Regions from separate parts of the Sus scrofa genome. Here region 1 is linked to region 2. The links are chromatin contacts, called in public HiChIP or PLAC-seq maps. All regions are on one chromosome and are shown on one strand. Each heading gives the region's core, a stretch centred on a gene start, on an enhancer-like site or on the middle of the called end of the contact. The rest is flanking DNA. Distances are from core to core; before and after follow the strand shown. Region 1 overlaps MTF1 (metal regulatory transcription factor 1). Region 2 has its middle 16 kb from the start of ZC3H12A.

Region 1 (6,858 bases), core at 1,157-3,656, 350 kb before region 2:
TCAGCTGGAAAAAAGCGGATCCCTGCTAATTGCATTGCCAGGGACTAAATGTAAGATTTTCCAAACAGCCATTGTTTAGCAAAATATTTTTCTCTTTTGTTGTAATTAAGGTCTTGAAACTGGAGAATTTTATGATTTATGGCATGTGTGTTTTCCTTTGCTAGGCTTAGAATCTCAGAGCTGAAAGGAACCCTAGCAAGACCATGCTGTCTTACCTCCCACCTCAACAGGCATTGCTGTATAGCCTCTCTGACACCAGTTCCTCTGATCTCTGCTTGAATATTTTCATAATGATGAGAGCACAGTGTTTCACAGTTCAGCCTAATACATTTGTTGGCCAGCTCTGATTGTTAGAAAGCTCTTACTCATGCGGAGCCAAAATCTGCCTTCCTGCAGCTACTGCCCACTGGTTCTAGTTCTTCCTCTCTGAACAGTGAGCTAAACCTTCCTCCGCCAGGACAACCCATCAGGTAGTTAAGATCAGAGGCTTCTCTACATCTTCTCCTGTGCAGGCTAAACACCTCCATTTACTTAAATGTCTCTAATCTTGGGATGTTTTTCCCCTAGTTTCTCATCAGCCTGGTCACCTTTGATTGTACACGTTCCAGTTTTCCAAAGTCCTTAAAATTCGTAATTGAGCACGGTCTCACAAGTGTGAGTCAGCTAGCACTGAATACCGTGCAATTCTTATCTCTTAATCTGGACACTGTCCTACAATTACTGTATGATCTGTATTTTATTAGCAATGATATCTTACTGTTAGCCTGCACTTGGAAATCCCTAGAATAGTGTCTTTTCACTGGGGCTAGTTTTGTCCCCCAGGAGATACTTGGCAATGTCTGGAGACGTTTTTGGTTGTCACACTCTGGAAGTGCTCCTGGAATCTAGTGGGTAGAGCACGAAGAGCCTGTTAAACATCCCGCAGTGCACAGGACAGCCCTCTGCAACAAATGATTGTCTGGTCCCAAATGTCAGCTAGCTCTATTCCAATAAAATTTTACTTACAGAACAGCTCGTGGGCTACCCGGACTCCCTCTAGACTAGACTATAGGGAGTTGTAGAAGAGGAGGGTGGAAGGGTAGCAGAGGTCCAGACTCAGAAGGCAGTGACGGCCTGCTCAGGGGTTTGGACTGTATTCTAGGACTAGCAGGAAACCACTGAAGGTGTCTGAGCCACAGACTGATGTGGGTAGCGTAGCATTTTAGAAAGCTAGCTCTGGTAGCAGTGCTGGCATGATTACCCAGGTAGGAGATAGTTGTAGTTTTGGTCTGGAGTTTCACTCGAGTCTGATGAAGTGTAGTATGGGAAGAACCAGAGCTTTTGTTGAAGTGTGAGAGAACTTGAGTTTGAAGAATGAGCCGTGAATTGGGTCTGATTCAAAGGATTTGTCCGTTTTTCCAAGTGTGTTGAGTTGCTTCTGTTTCTTAGCACAGGGACCATAGGGATGACCAGTGGAGCTCCCAGTCTAGGTAGTGAGTTAAGTAGTTCCAGTCCACTGTGATAGGTGCTTGGAGGCATGTTCAGAGTGCCCTGTGCGTGCGGAGGAAAAAGCGGCCAACTTGCCTGTCCCCCTCACTGTCTGGGTATGGTGATTCCCTTATAGGAATCAGGAAGAAGCCAAAGTTCGATGGGGAAATGGACAAGTTGGTTGGAGTATATCGGATGTATAGTCCCTGGAGAAAAGTAAAGTGAACAAGTTGAGAAGCCCTTTGGAAATGTGGATCTGAAGTCAAGGACATGGTTTGGGATTAGCACTATGAATCCAGGAGCTCCTGCTGTGGCACAACGGGAACGGCAGTGTCTTGAGAATGCTGGGATCCGGGTTTGATCCTCAGCCCCGCACAGTGGCTTACAGCTCCGGTGCGCCACAACTGCAGCTTAGGTCCCAACTGCAACTCAGATCCGATCCCTGGCCCGGGAGCTCTGTATGCCACGGGGCAGCCAAAAATGAAAAAAGAAAACAAAACTGTGAATCCATGAAAGGGCAGTAGTTCAAACTGTGGGCAAATTACCTGAGGGAGAAGTAAAAGTTGTTCTGAGAATCTAAGGGTTAGAAAGAGAAAGAGGAACCAGAGGTCACACAGTCCCAGGAATGGATGGAGTAGTGTTGTGGAAGCTGAGGGGAGAGAGATCCAAGACGTGTGACTATTCCTTTGTGACCCTGCAGAGGGATTGAGGAGCCCAAGAGAAGCTGTTAGTTGTGCTGTTTGTGCAGTTGACCACATCATGGGAGGACTTTCACTAGAGCACTGGGGGCTGAAGCCAGTGGGTGGTGAGGAAGCAGGAGGCAGGAAACATCAAGCTTCTTATTTTTTATTTTTTTTAATAGGGTAGTTGAAGGAAGAGAGTGATGAGGCAGTAGTAACTCATGGGGATTGAATCATTTTTCAGCAAAGGAAATTTGAACGTGGCTTAGGGCCTTAACTTTGCCATCCTCAGTTAATGATTACTATGAGAGAGTGTTCCAAGAGCAAATGCTTGGGAAACAGTAAGTTGAATCAAGACAGGGGTTTGTTTATTAGTATGGGATTTTTCAGGAGCTTTTGATAATAAATAAGAAGGAAGGAAAGGGAGAATTCTCTAAATATTTTGAATTCGGGAAACCATTTTTCAGGTCTCATTTCCACAATCAGTATTCTGTGGAACACATTTTGGGAAATGCTGAAGTAGGCAGAAAAGGAGGAGATGGTAGGGAAGGAGTGATTATGCAATCAGTGATATGAGCTGTCACTTTCCCACTCCGTCCTACTGGCAAGCCTGCTTTAACAGTCCTGTCTTCTGGTCGTTAATAGTCACGTGGAGGAGTTCCCCTTATGGCTCAGCAGAAATTGAATCTGACCAGCATCCATGAGGACGCAGGTTTGATCCCTGGCCTTGCTCAGTGGGTTAAGGATCTGGCATTGCCGAGCTGTGGTGTAGGTCGCAGATACAGCTCAGATCCTGTGTTGCTGTGGCTGTGGTGTAGGCCAGTGGCTCTAACTATGATTTGACCCCTAGCCTGGGAACCTCCATATGTGTGGGGGCGGCCCATCACATTGAATAGGACAAGGTCAAGGGCATTATAAATACCTGGTTCAGTCTACCATGGATTGAGCTCACTGTACTTTCCTCCCACCATATTTTCCCATTCCTCACAGGAGACCTACGTGGAAGATTCTAGAAACTACTTTTGAAATCACTAGGCATGTGGTTGGTTGGGGATCAAGGGAGAAACGGCAGTGGCTTTCAGTCTGTGAAAATCTTGCTAAATGACCAGGCATTCAGGAGACTGTCTTCCTGAAGCAATATCTTAATGTAGCTTTGCTTTAACAGTAATGTTGTTTTATTCTGTGGCATTTAAATCCATTTAATTGGCCTGAAGAAGCCAGTGTTTATGACTGATAACACTCTTCATGATACTTTTACATCCCACCCCCACCTTCCACCCCCCGCCACACCCTTGGTCTTTTTCTCCATCTCTGTGCCCAGGTGTTACTCTGGAGAAATGAAATCATTTGATAACTAGTCTTCTTGGCTTCTTAAGCAGCTTATTTTCTGAGTCAGATTTTAGCTTGATTTTCCTGTTTACCCTTGATTGTTCCATTGTTTTCTATAGTGTGTGGTTGGCTTACCTATTCATTTCCCCCTCCATGCTTGTCTTGAACAAAAATAAACCAGCCAGAACCCTGCTACAGGCACTGTCTTCTCCTTCCAAGGGGTACTGGTCATTTTAATTCACATTGTACATGTCTTATTCTCGTACTTGCTGCTTTACTACTGCATGCCTGTTGATTTGGTAGCTTTGGAAACTCAAATCCAAATCCTGTCATTCTGCTCAGCACCTGCAGCATATAGAACTTGCCAGGCCAGGGATCAAACTCACGCCACAGCAGTGACAACGCCAGATCCTAAACCACTGTGCCAGCAGGGAACTCCCTAGAATCAGTATCTCAAGCTCTGCTTTTTTTCTTTTTTGCTTTTTAGGGCTGTACCCACGGCATATGGAGGTTCCCAGGCTAGGGGGTCTCATTGGAGCTACAGCTGCTGGCCTATGCCACAGCCACAGTAACACCAGATCCGAGTTGCGTCTGCGACCTACACCACAGCTCACGGCAGTGCCGGATCCTTGACCCATTGAGCGAGGCTAGGGATCAAACCTGCAACCTCATGGTTCCTAGTTGGATTTGCTTCCACTGCACCACACCGGGAACTCCAAGCTTTGCTTCTTTAATATCTTTCTACTGTGGGTTTCTGAGCAGCTCTGCTTCCTTTAGTTGGTTCATGCAGTTAATGGTTTCCCAGACTTTCTTGCATCTGTGCCCTTCTTGAGAACCTGCCAGGACTGCTGGTTTACCTATTCATCTACCTCTGGACCACACTGGTGAACATAACATGCCCCCATCTCCTGTTTTAACTGACGTGTGCTCTTCTGCTGGATAGTTGGCCAAGAAGTGTGAAGTAGCCCAGGACTCACATAACCAAATAATGTTCTTCATGATGCACCAAACTATCCCAGTGCATTGGTGGGGAAAGAGTATCTTTTTCTACCAAGAAACACAGTTACAGTGATGCTTTCTAAGTTAGGCTGCTTGCTGCCTTGGTCAGTGACAATCCAAGAAATTGACTGATTGATTGATTGATTTGATTTTTATGGCTGCATCTTCACATATGAAAGTTCCTGGGCCAGAGATTGAGTTCAACTGCAGCTTTGACCTATGCTCCACCTGCGGCAATGCTGGATTCTTTAACTCATTGCGCCAAACCGGGAGATTGAACCCTCACCTGTGCAGTGATCTGAGCTGTTGCATTCGGATTCTTTTTTTTTTTTTTTTTTTTTTTGTCTTTTTGCTATTTCTTTGGGCCGCTTCAGTGGCATATGGAGGTTCCCAGGCTAGGGGTCTAATCAGAGCTGTAACCACCAGCCTACGCCAGAGCCACAGCAATGCGGGATCCAAGCCGAGTCTGCAACCTACACCACAGCTCACGGCAACGCCAGATCCTTAACCCACTGAGCAAGGCCAGGGATCGAGCCTGCAACCTCATGGTTCCTGATCGGATTCGTTAACCACTGCGCCACGACGGGAACTCCGCATTCGGATTCTTAACCCACTGCACCACAGCAGAAACTCCAAGATTTTTTTTCTTTTCTTTTTATTTATTTATTTTTTTCGTCTTTCTGCATTTTTTCTAGGGCCGCACCTGCAGCATATGGAGGTTCCCAGGCTAGGGGAATCCTTAACCCACTGAGCAAGGCCCGGGATCGAACCCACAACCTTATGGTTCCTAGTCAGATTCGTTAACCGCTGAGCCACGATGGGAACTCCTTTTTTTTTTCTTTTAGTGTGGCAAATTTTAAGTAAAAGGGATGAAACCTGACTCCAGTGTTTCAAGCCTTTTTGCAGTGTGTCCTTTGCCTTGGGAGTTCCAATCTCATTCCTTATCATCAATCCCTCAGGCAGTAGAATGATCCTCTCAGACAAACCGGGTTGTTGCTGACTCTCCAGTCTGCATACTGTGATTACTTTCCTTTACAGGGTCCCTTTTGAACTCCTACAGAATTGCCATTCAGAACTAGGACAGAGACTGTTGCTGCTTGAAATTCTAGTGTTAAGGATCCATTCATTTTTTTCCCCACAAGCTTTTACTTATTGAATATCTACTTTTGTCAAATATCAGGAAGGATGAAATAGTCCCTGCCCTGGGGGACTCAGAGTCTGCAAGGGAGACTAGAGGCTTTGTGGGTAGATATGTGAGATTTGGTAGGAAACCAGGGCAGGAAGCATTTTCCATTTATTATTAGGTGAAGTCATTTCAGCCTGTCCCCTGTATGCCTGCACGTATATTACATACCTCTCTGCAGCCATCAGCGTTTCCATCCCTAAGGCCCACAGGCTTGAAAAAGGGACAAAGGTGGTTTTGTGTATATATTGGTTTTCCAACATGGTGCTGCAGGAATAGCAGGTCGCAGATTTACATTTTATATTGGCTGTATCTGCTGGGTATTGCTAAAATTTTGCTATTGTAGGACATTGGAGAAAGCATCCAAATTTTAATGTTTTTCTCTTATTTAAATCAAGCTTATTCTGCAAGTGGTTTCTTATGTGATGTGTGAAGGGATAATTTAGATGTACGTTCCGTCTTCGTTCTTGTATATACTGCGTGGCCTTGGGCAAGCTGCTCTGTTTCCTCTTTTGTAAAATCGAAATAAAAATATCCCATTGCGTTTTGTGAAGATTAAATGAGATTTATTCATATATAGATATACAAGAGTGGAGGCATAAGACACTTAGCATAGTGTCTGGTGCATGGTGGTTGTTCAGTGAATGTTCATTTACTTTCTCTTCCTTGTAGGCTTACATGGTTCTTAAGGCACGGAGGTGATCTCCTGTTAAAGAAAAGATTAAAATTATCTTTGTCAGGAATTCTTTGGGAAGCAAAGTTGTAAATTGTGTTTGGGTTCCCTGGAATCCAGTAACCCCTAATTTGCTGAGCTGTTGTATTAATATTGCTGTGGAAAGTGAGCCACCATTTCTAAGTACATTTTATAAGGAAAACATGTTCGTAGTCCCGCTGAAGGGTTCTGGGTGTGGCCCTTGCCACAGCTGACCTTCCACTCTCATACTCTGCTCCCTTGGAGTCCTTGGACTTCCTTAGCAGCAGTCCCCTGATGGTGGGCACTTGGGGCACCAGGCAAAGCTGGGGCTCTTTTTAAAAAAGATTTTTAATTTTTGGAGTTCCTATCATGGTGCAGCAGAAACGAATCCGACTAGGAACCATGAGGTTGTGGGTTTGATCCCTGGCCTCACTCAGTGGGTTAAGGATCTAGCATTGCCGTGAGCTGTGGTGTAGGTTGCGGATGCAGCTTGGATCTAGCGTTGC
Region 2 (7,368 bases), core at 1,068-3,567:
ACGCCGGATCCTTAATCCACTGAGTGAGGCCAGGGATTGAACCTGAGTCCCCATGGATGCTAGTCAAGTTCATTACTGCTGTGCCACAATGGGAACTTCCTACATTGCTTTCTTTCTGTATAAAAACCTACCTGAAGTTCCGACGCCAAGCCCCCAGTTCTACAGAGCCAGCAAACCCCTTTTCTTCAGTCATTCTTAAATTTTTTTTTTTTTTTTTCTTTTTAGGGCCACACCTTTGGCATATGGAAGTTCCCAGGCTAGGATTCGAATGGGAGCTATAGCTGCTGGCCTATGCCACAGCCACAGCAACGCTGGATCCTAAACCCACTGATCAAGGCCAGACATCGAATCGTCATCCTCATAGATACTAGTCTACTAGTCGGGTTCGCTATTGCTGAGCCACAAGGAGAACTCACATTCTTTTTTTCTGAAAATTTGTTATTTGAGGATTTTTTTTAAAAGGTGATAGACATATTTTTTTTTTCTTTCTTTTTTTTTTTTTTTTTTTGTCTTTTGTTGTTGTTGTTGTTGTTGCTATTTCTTGGGCCGCTCCCGCGGCATATGGAGGTTCCCAGGCTAGGGGTCGAATCGGAGCTGTAGCCACCAGCCTACGCCAGAGGCACAGCAACGCATGATCCGAGCCGCGTCTGCGACCTACACCACAGCTCACGGCAACGCCGGATCGTTAACCCACTGAGCAAGGGCAGGGACCGAACCCGCAACCTCATGGTTCCTAGTCGGATTCGTTAACCACTGCGCCACGACGGGAACTCCCAGACATATTTATTATCTTAAGGCATGGGTTCTTTTTTTTCCTTTCTTTCTTTTTTTTCTGGCCTTTTGTCTTTCTAGGGCTGGACCCCTGGCATATGGAGGTTCCCAGGCTAGGGATCTAATTGGAGCTACAGCTGCCGGCGTACGCCACAGCAGCGCAGGATCCAAGCCTCATCTGTGACCTACACCACAGCTCACAGCAATGCTGGATCCTTAACCCACTGAGCAAGGCCAGGGATCGAACCTGCAACCTCATGGTTCCTAGTTGGATTTGTTTCTGCTGCTCCACGACAGGAACTCTTCTTTTTTCTTTTAATTTATTTTTAATTATCCAAAGGTCTTTGAATCAGCAAAGTGAAATGTACAATTTGGGAAGTTTTTCTGATAATCCATATTTCATCTTACACTTGTCCCATTAGAATGTATGTCTTGAATTAAAAGAAATCCTTCTAAATAAACCGTGTATATTTTAAAAATCCAACCTCTTCTTAGTGAAGCCATACTCCATCTACTGAATCCAGCAGCCAGTGACATTCCACCTTGTTGCTGCCATCCTGGCATCAGACGTGGAACAGGGACAGGCTATTAAACCAGTTTTAGCAAATTCAGAAAAGCACGTTCTTGGCTGGGGGAAAAAAATCCGCTTATCAAGAGATGTTATTCCTTCAAAGGATGAGAACCTCTTTCTTCACAGAGTTTGGAGGGCGCTTTTTGTTCTGGAAGAACAGCATCTGGATTTGAATATGTCCATCCTCAAAAGGAGATTTCTCATAATGGACCGGACTCAAAACACTCAGAGCACAAGGACCCGTGCGTTTTCAAAAGGAGACACTTCCCCAGATGCGCGAGGGCTCTTGTGTCCCCGTCAGCAAGCGCTTGGGAGGTGGGAGAGGGCTCCAGCGCCCTTGACACACTGAAAGACTTTCCATCATCTTCTGCCTCCCCACCCTACTCCAGGAATTTGGGACCTGAATTCATTTAAAAACATTTGTGGATTCAGGAGGCTTTGTTTTTTTTTTTTTAAATTATAAAGTTTCCAAGGAGAGCTTACCATGAAAGACCATCTGAGAGATGAGAAAGAAGGAAGCCAGGCCAAGGCCGGCCAGGCTGTATGGTGGGTTTGGGGAGAATGCTTATCTAGAGCCCGGCCACCTGCAGCCTGTGCTGCCAGGCAGGAGCCCACCGACAGGGGTTCGAATCCCTCCCCGTCGGTCCCTTCCGACGCGGCCCCGGGGGAAGTTGTGTAACCTCTGAGCCCCGCGACGCCCTTTCCTGGAGCCCGGAACTGGAACGAAGCCCTTGGAAGCCCTGACATCAGAGGTGACGCGAGCCTTCGCAGGCGATGACTAGGCAGAACCCATTGCCACTCCCTTTCCCTTGTCCCGGCCGCGGGGCGCGGGCGTGTCGCCTCCGACCAGGTGGTCCTGCTTCCTCTAGCAGCTTCCGTGCGGCACCGCACTCCGGCGCTCCCGGGGCACCCAGACCCTCCCTCGTTCCTCCGCTGCACCGCCGGGCCTCTGATAACACAGCCTGTGGGCTGGGCTGTGGCGCCCCCTGCTGGTGACCGCAGGGAGGTGGGGCACGGGGACGCCTTTGCCACATCTTAACCAAAAAAGTCCTTTCTGGAGTTAAACACAAGACAGAACGTCTCAATGATGAGAGATGCTGAATCTCAGAAAGGAAAGGGGCAGGGGAAACCTTCCTATCAAGGCGAGCTCCCAGGTGGAATGGGGTTTGGACAAAAGTGAGGTGGCCCCTGAGGCTATGGGGCGGGGTGAGATGCGGTGCCTACGGTGTAGTCTTTGGAGTCCCAGGATGGAAAGGCCTCTCGTGAGGTTCCTGGTAACCCTGGCTTTTGGGAATGGGTGGAACATAGACAGGTAAGGATGGGTAGAGGGCGATTCCACTGCTGCCCCCATCCCACCCCACTTGGCAAAGTCATCTTCCTTCAACACTCAGCTTGCCTCTTCTCACAACAGTTCCTGATGCCCCCTGAGAGGTCACACTGCCCCCTTGCCTGCAGGTGCTCCCATCAACCCATCCTATAAAGGCAGGATCCAGGCTGTCGTCCCCACTAGGCTGTTGGACTCCATCCGGACTCTCTCTCAACCCCCGAGAGCTGCCCAGCACGTCACTGGTGCTCAGTGCATGTTTGATGACTTCGGTTGATTTGGGAATGGCTCCAGGTCCTCCTTGGCTTTTTATTTTATTTTACTTTAGTCTTTTTGCCTTTTCTAGGGCCACTCCCTTGGCATATGGAGGTTCCTAGGCTAGGGGTCTAATCAGAGCTGTAGCTGCAGGCCTACACCAGAGTCACAGCAATGCAGGATCCGAGCTGCGTCTGCAACCTACACCACAGCTCAAGGCAACGCTGGATCCTTAACCCACTGAGCAAGGCTAGGGATCAAACCCGCAACGTCATGGTTCTTAGTCGGATTCGTTAACTACTGAGCCACGACGGGAGCTCCCCTCCTTGGCTTTAGAAAGGCCCTGGGCAGGTGGAGAAGGAGTCCTGAGTGGTGGTGATCTGGGCCGTCCCTCCTTGCTCTGAACCCCCTCCTGTCAGACGGATTCCTCAGGCAGGGTTACCCCCTCCCTTCATTAAGACCCCCTCCTGACTCTGCCTTAGGCTCCCACTTCCAGTCCCCCACTTCCAGTCCGGCCCTCTCCTTGTCTCTGATTTCCCAGGATGCCCCCCCCCAGCCCCCGGTGGCTGCCCTGCTCACCCTGATTGGGCTCTGACACCCACACTGGCTCCCCCATGTGGGGATCCCCCCTCACCCCATTTGTGCTCTGACACCCTGAGCCAGATTCCCACTCAGACCCCTCCTCACTCCACTGTGACACCCCCTCTTGTCTTCTGTGGTTCCCACCCCCATACAGACATCTCCCTTGATTTGCTGGTTTTATCAACTGATGGCTTTTTCAGGGCCACACCCGCAGCACATGGAGGTTCCCAGGCTAGGGGCTGAATCGGAGCCATAGCCACTGGCCTATATCACAGTCACAGGAACATGGGATCCGAGGTGTGTCTATGACCTACACCACAGCTCAGGGCAATGCTGGATCCTTAACCCACTGAGCGAGGCCAGGGATTGAACCTGCGTCCTCGTGGATACTAGTCAGATTCGTTTCTGCTGAGCCATGACAGGAACTCTGAGAAGGCAGCTCTTGTAGACGGAGGGATGAAGCTTGGGGACAGCCATTGCTGCTGCCTGGATGATGGGTATCTGAGGGGGTCTGAGGTGCCTGGGCAGGTGTTGGGGGACTGTGGGAAGCGGGTCAGGGTCTGCAGGACACAGGCTCTGAGTGATAGGACTTCTTCGTGCCAGGGCACCGGGCAGACCACCCCTTCCCCATCTGTGCCCCTTTACGGCTCTCTCTGTCCCCATCTCTGGTCACCTTGAGGAAGAGGACCTGGAAATTCTGCTTTGGTGGCTGAAGCAGATGTCACTGACCTCCTGATGGAACCACCAGATGATCTTTGCAACCACGGGTGGAGAGAGTGCTGTGGCTAATCCCTCCACCCCCACTTCCCCAGAGAGAAGAGGAAGTTAAGGATCAGGGGTTGCGTAAATTGCCCTCAGTGGCTCCCGGAATCCCAGACTCCAATCCCAGCATCTTCCGGCCACCGTTGGCCTTTCCCCGGCCTCTCCCCGCCCCGTTTCTTTATCATGCTTTGGAGGTAACGAGCTTCTTGAGTCGGAGCCAAGCTTGAGGTTAGGGCTCAGGGTTAGGACTCTGTAGTCAGACAGAAAGCAGGTCAAGGGGTCAGGAACTTTCCCCCAAACCTCAGGGGCAAGCTCTGAGGCACCTTCATTGGAGTGGGGGATTTGGAGCAGGATGACCATATAATTAGTCATCCAGTTTAGGATACTTTTGAGAATGAAAGGGAGTGCTATTAATAATGACACCATGGCCGTAGTGGTTAATGAATCCAACTAGGAACCATGAGGTTGCGGGTTCGATCCCTGCCCTTGCTTAGTGGGTTAAGGATCCAGCGTTGCCATGAGCTGTGGTGTAGATTGCAGACAAGGCTCGGATCCCGCGTTGCTGTGGCTGTGGCTGTGGCCGGCGGCTATGGCTCCTATTAGACCCTTAGCCTGGGAAACTCCATATGCCATGGGAGCTGCCCAAGAGATGGCAAAAAGACAACAACAACAACAACAACAAAAAGGATGCCATGGCAACAGCTGTGAACAGAGAGGTGAGGTCACTATTAATGGTACCACCTGCCCAGCCCTGTCTCCACCTCCACAGCCTCAGAACCCCCCCAGACCTGGCACAGAACAGCAGCCAGTTACTAGGCAGTTAATGGTGCTGGGCATTCAGCAGAGCTTGTTTGTTTGTTTGTTGGTTGGTTTTGCTTTGTTTTTTGCTTTTTAGGACCGTACCTGTGGCACATGGAGGTTCCCAGTCTAGGGGTCAAATTGGAGCTGCAGCTGCCAGCCACAGCCACAGCAATGCAGGATCTGAGCCGTGTCTTCAACCTTACACCACAGGTCATGACAACGCCGGGTACTTAACCCACTGAGCAAGGCCAGGGATCGAACCTTCGTCCTCATGGATGCTAGTCAGATTCGATTACTGCTGAGCCACAACGGGAACTCCAGCAGCAGAGCTTGTTTTATTAGCTCTCCATGACAACATGTGGCTGATCTACTTATTGTTCCCATTATATTTATGGAGAGGCTGAGGCCCAGAAGACTCTTGCCCAAGAAATACGCAGCTGGTGAGTGGTAGGGTTGGGATTTAAATCCAGGGAGTCTGGCTTTCCTTGGGAAGATTATGATAAAAATTTAATGAACTGGTTTGGCCCACAAGAATTGTGCCATGGAATGAGGGTTCCTCAATCTTTCATCAGACCTCTGCGCACCCCATCCCATCACCCCAGTCTCTTGTAGCTGTTTTTTTTTTTTTTTTTTTTTTTTTTTTTTTTTGTCTTTTTGCCATTTCTTGGGCCCACGGCATAGGGAGGTTCTCAGGCTAGGGGTCGAAGCGGAGCTGTAGCTGCTGGCCTACTCCAGAGCCACGGCAACATGGGATCTGAGCCACGTCTGCAACCTACACCACAGCTCACAGCAATGCCGGATCCTTAACCCACTGAGCAAGGGCAGGGATGGAACCCGCAACCTCATGGTTCCTAGTCGGATTCGTTAACCACTGTGCCATGATGGGAACTCCGGTATTAACCTTTTTAAACCTCTCAACAACCCTGTAAACTAAGAAACATCATGACTCCCATTTTACGGCCGAGAAAACTGAGGCCACTGGCCCTCCATTACACAGCTGGTAAATGGTAGAGCCAGGACCACCCAGTTGGCTTAACCATCATGCAGTTTATCCTTGAGGGGGAGGATGCTCCTGGCCCAGTGGTCTTGTCCCTCCAGCCTCCTTCCTCTAGGACACAGAAGCTGGAATTCTGCTTTGGTGGCCAAAGCAGATGTTACTGACCTCCTAATGGAACTCATCAGACAGTGAGCCAAGCTTTAGAACATGGAGAGAGTCCACGTTCCAGCCTTCTGGGGGCTCAGGCAGGCGGCGTCCATTGACTCTCCCTTCCGCTCCGCTGTCTCCCTGCAGGGGGCGCAGGCGGGCAGAGGTGGAGCCTGATTCCCCGCCGCCCTCCGCGGCAGCTCATTTTCATTCATTTTCTTTAAATGCTTCTTGCTCTGTTTTTAAATCTAATTTTTCAGCTTCTTTTTTATCTTCACTCAAGTTGCTTTAATGAAACGAAAATGTGTCTGTTTCCCTCTGCTGGAGCTGCCTGGGGAATTTCAATATAAAACAAACAAGTTGGCTTTTAAAATTAAAATTTTATGGGTGGCATTTCCTCATTTAATGGAAGGCACAAAAGGCTGGAGTAAAACCAATTAACACGGGGTTGGGACTCGGTGTTCAGCAAAATTAAGCAGCAGGAGCACGGTGTGCTGGGAGCTGTTAGTGCGGGGGTGGGGGCTGGGGGAGGTGCACATGCGGCGTGGAGGACGGTGGCAAGCCCACATCTCTGTGTAGTGCACCCTGGACCGCCCCGCAACCCCTGCCCCCAGGACCCCATGCCCAGGTGCCTATGTGCACACCTGCTCTGTGCATTTCCACGGCAGGCAACTGTGGGGAGGAACAAACACGGCGATGGCTGCTTTCAATTCCTGGGGTCCTGGATGCTGGAGTCTGGCGAGGCATCCATGAAAGTAGCTAAGACCTCTGCAAAGGCCAGGATTCACTCAGGATTTAACCATCCCCAGGACAGAGTCCCATCCTGTCTTGATCACTGGCTGTGCCCCAGGGCTCAGACCGAGCCAGGAGTGTGGTAGGGGCTCCACACACCATGGTTGAAGGAATGATTTCATTTGTGCAAACAATATTAACACAACTCAGCAGTGAATCAGTCAGAGTCCTTATCGCTTGGCACAGGACTCTTTTCTTTTTCTTTTTTTTTTTCTTTTGGTAGACCTGGTGGAAATGCCACCAGATCCAAGGAAAGAGAGGCCCCTGCCTCCACCACGGGAAAAGGCTTTGTGAAACCAGCAAAGGCAGAGTGTCAAAAAGAAGCAGCAGAGGAAAAGGCAGCCAGGACAGGGGTCTGGCAAAAGC

What was found. HiChIP or PLAC-seq counts read pairs in DNA pulled down with a chosen protein or histone mark.
Region 1: an H3K27ac HiChIP or PLAC-seq map of alveolar macrophages shows a contact between it and region 2. The contact joins two enhancer-like sites. A contact is called at or near these places in 1 of 47 Hi-C or Micro-C datasets (liver) and 1 of 2 datasets of contacts at active chromatin or transcription factors (alveolar macrophages).

What each region holds. Positions count from the first base shown.
Region 1 is chr6:93,874,174-93,881,031 of Sscrofa11.1, reverse strand. All of the region lies in intron 2 of MTF1 (metal regulatory transcription factor 1), which reads left to right. Among named protein-coding and RNA genes, the nearest start is that of MTF1, 6.8 kb to the left of the region's middle. Within about 2 kb of position 2,406, at least 16 of the 83 cell types and tissues checked have an H3K27ac peak or open chromatin away from gene starts, as enhancers often do. A contact at or near this core is called in alveolar macrophages and liver, where this site is marked.
Region 2 is chr6:93,521,985-93,529,352 of Sscrofa11.1, reverse strand. No RefSeq gene overlaps it. Among named protein-coding and RNA genes, the nearest start is that of ZC3H12A, 16 kb to the left of the region's middle. Within about 2 kb of position 2,317, at least 57 of the 83 cell types and tissues checked have an H3K27ac peak or open chromatin away from gene starts, as enhancers often do. A contact at or near this core is called in alveolar macrophages and liver, where this site is marked.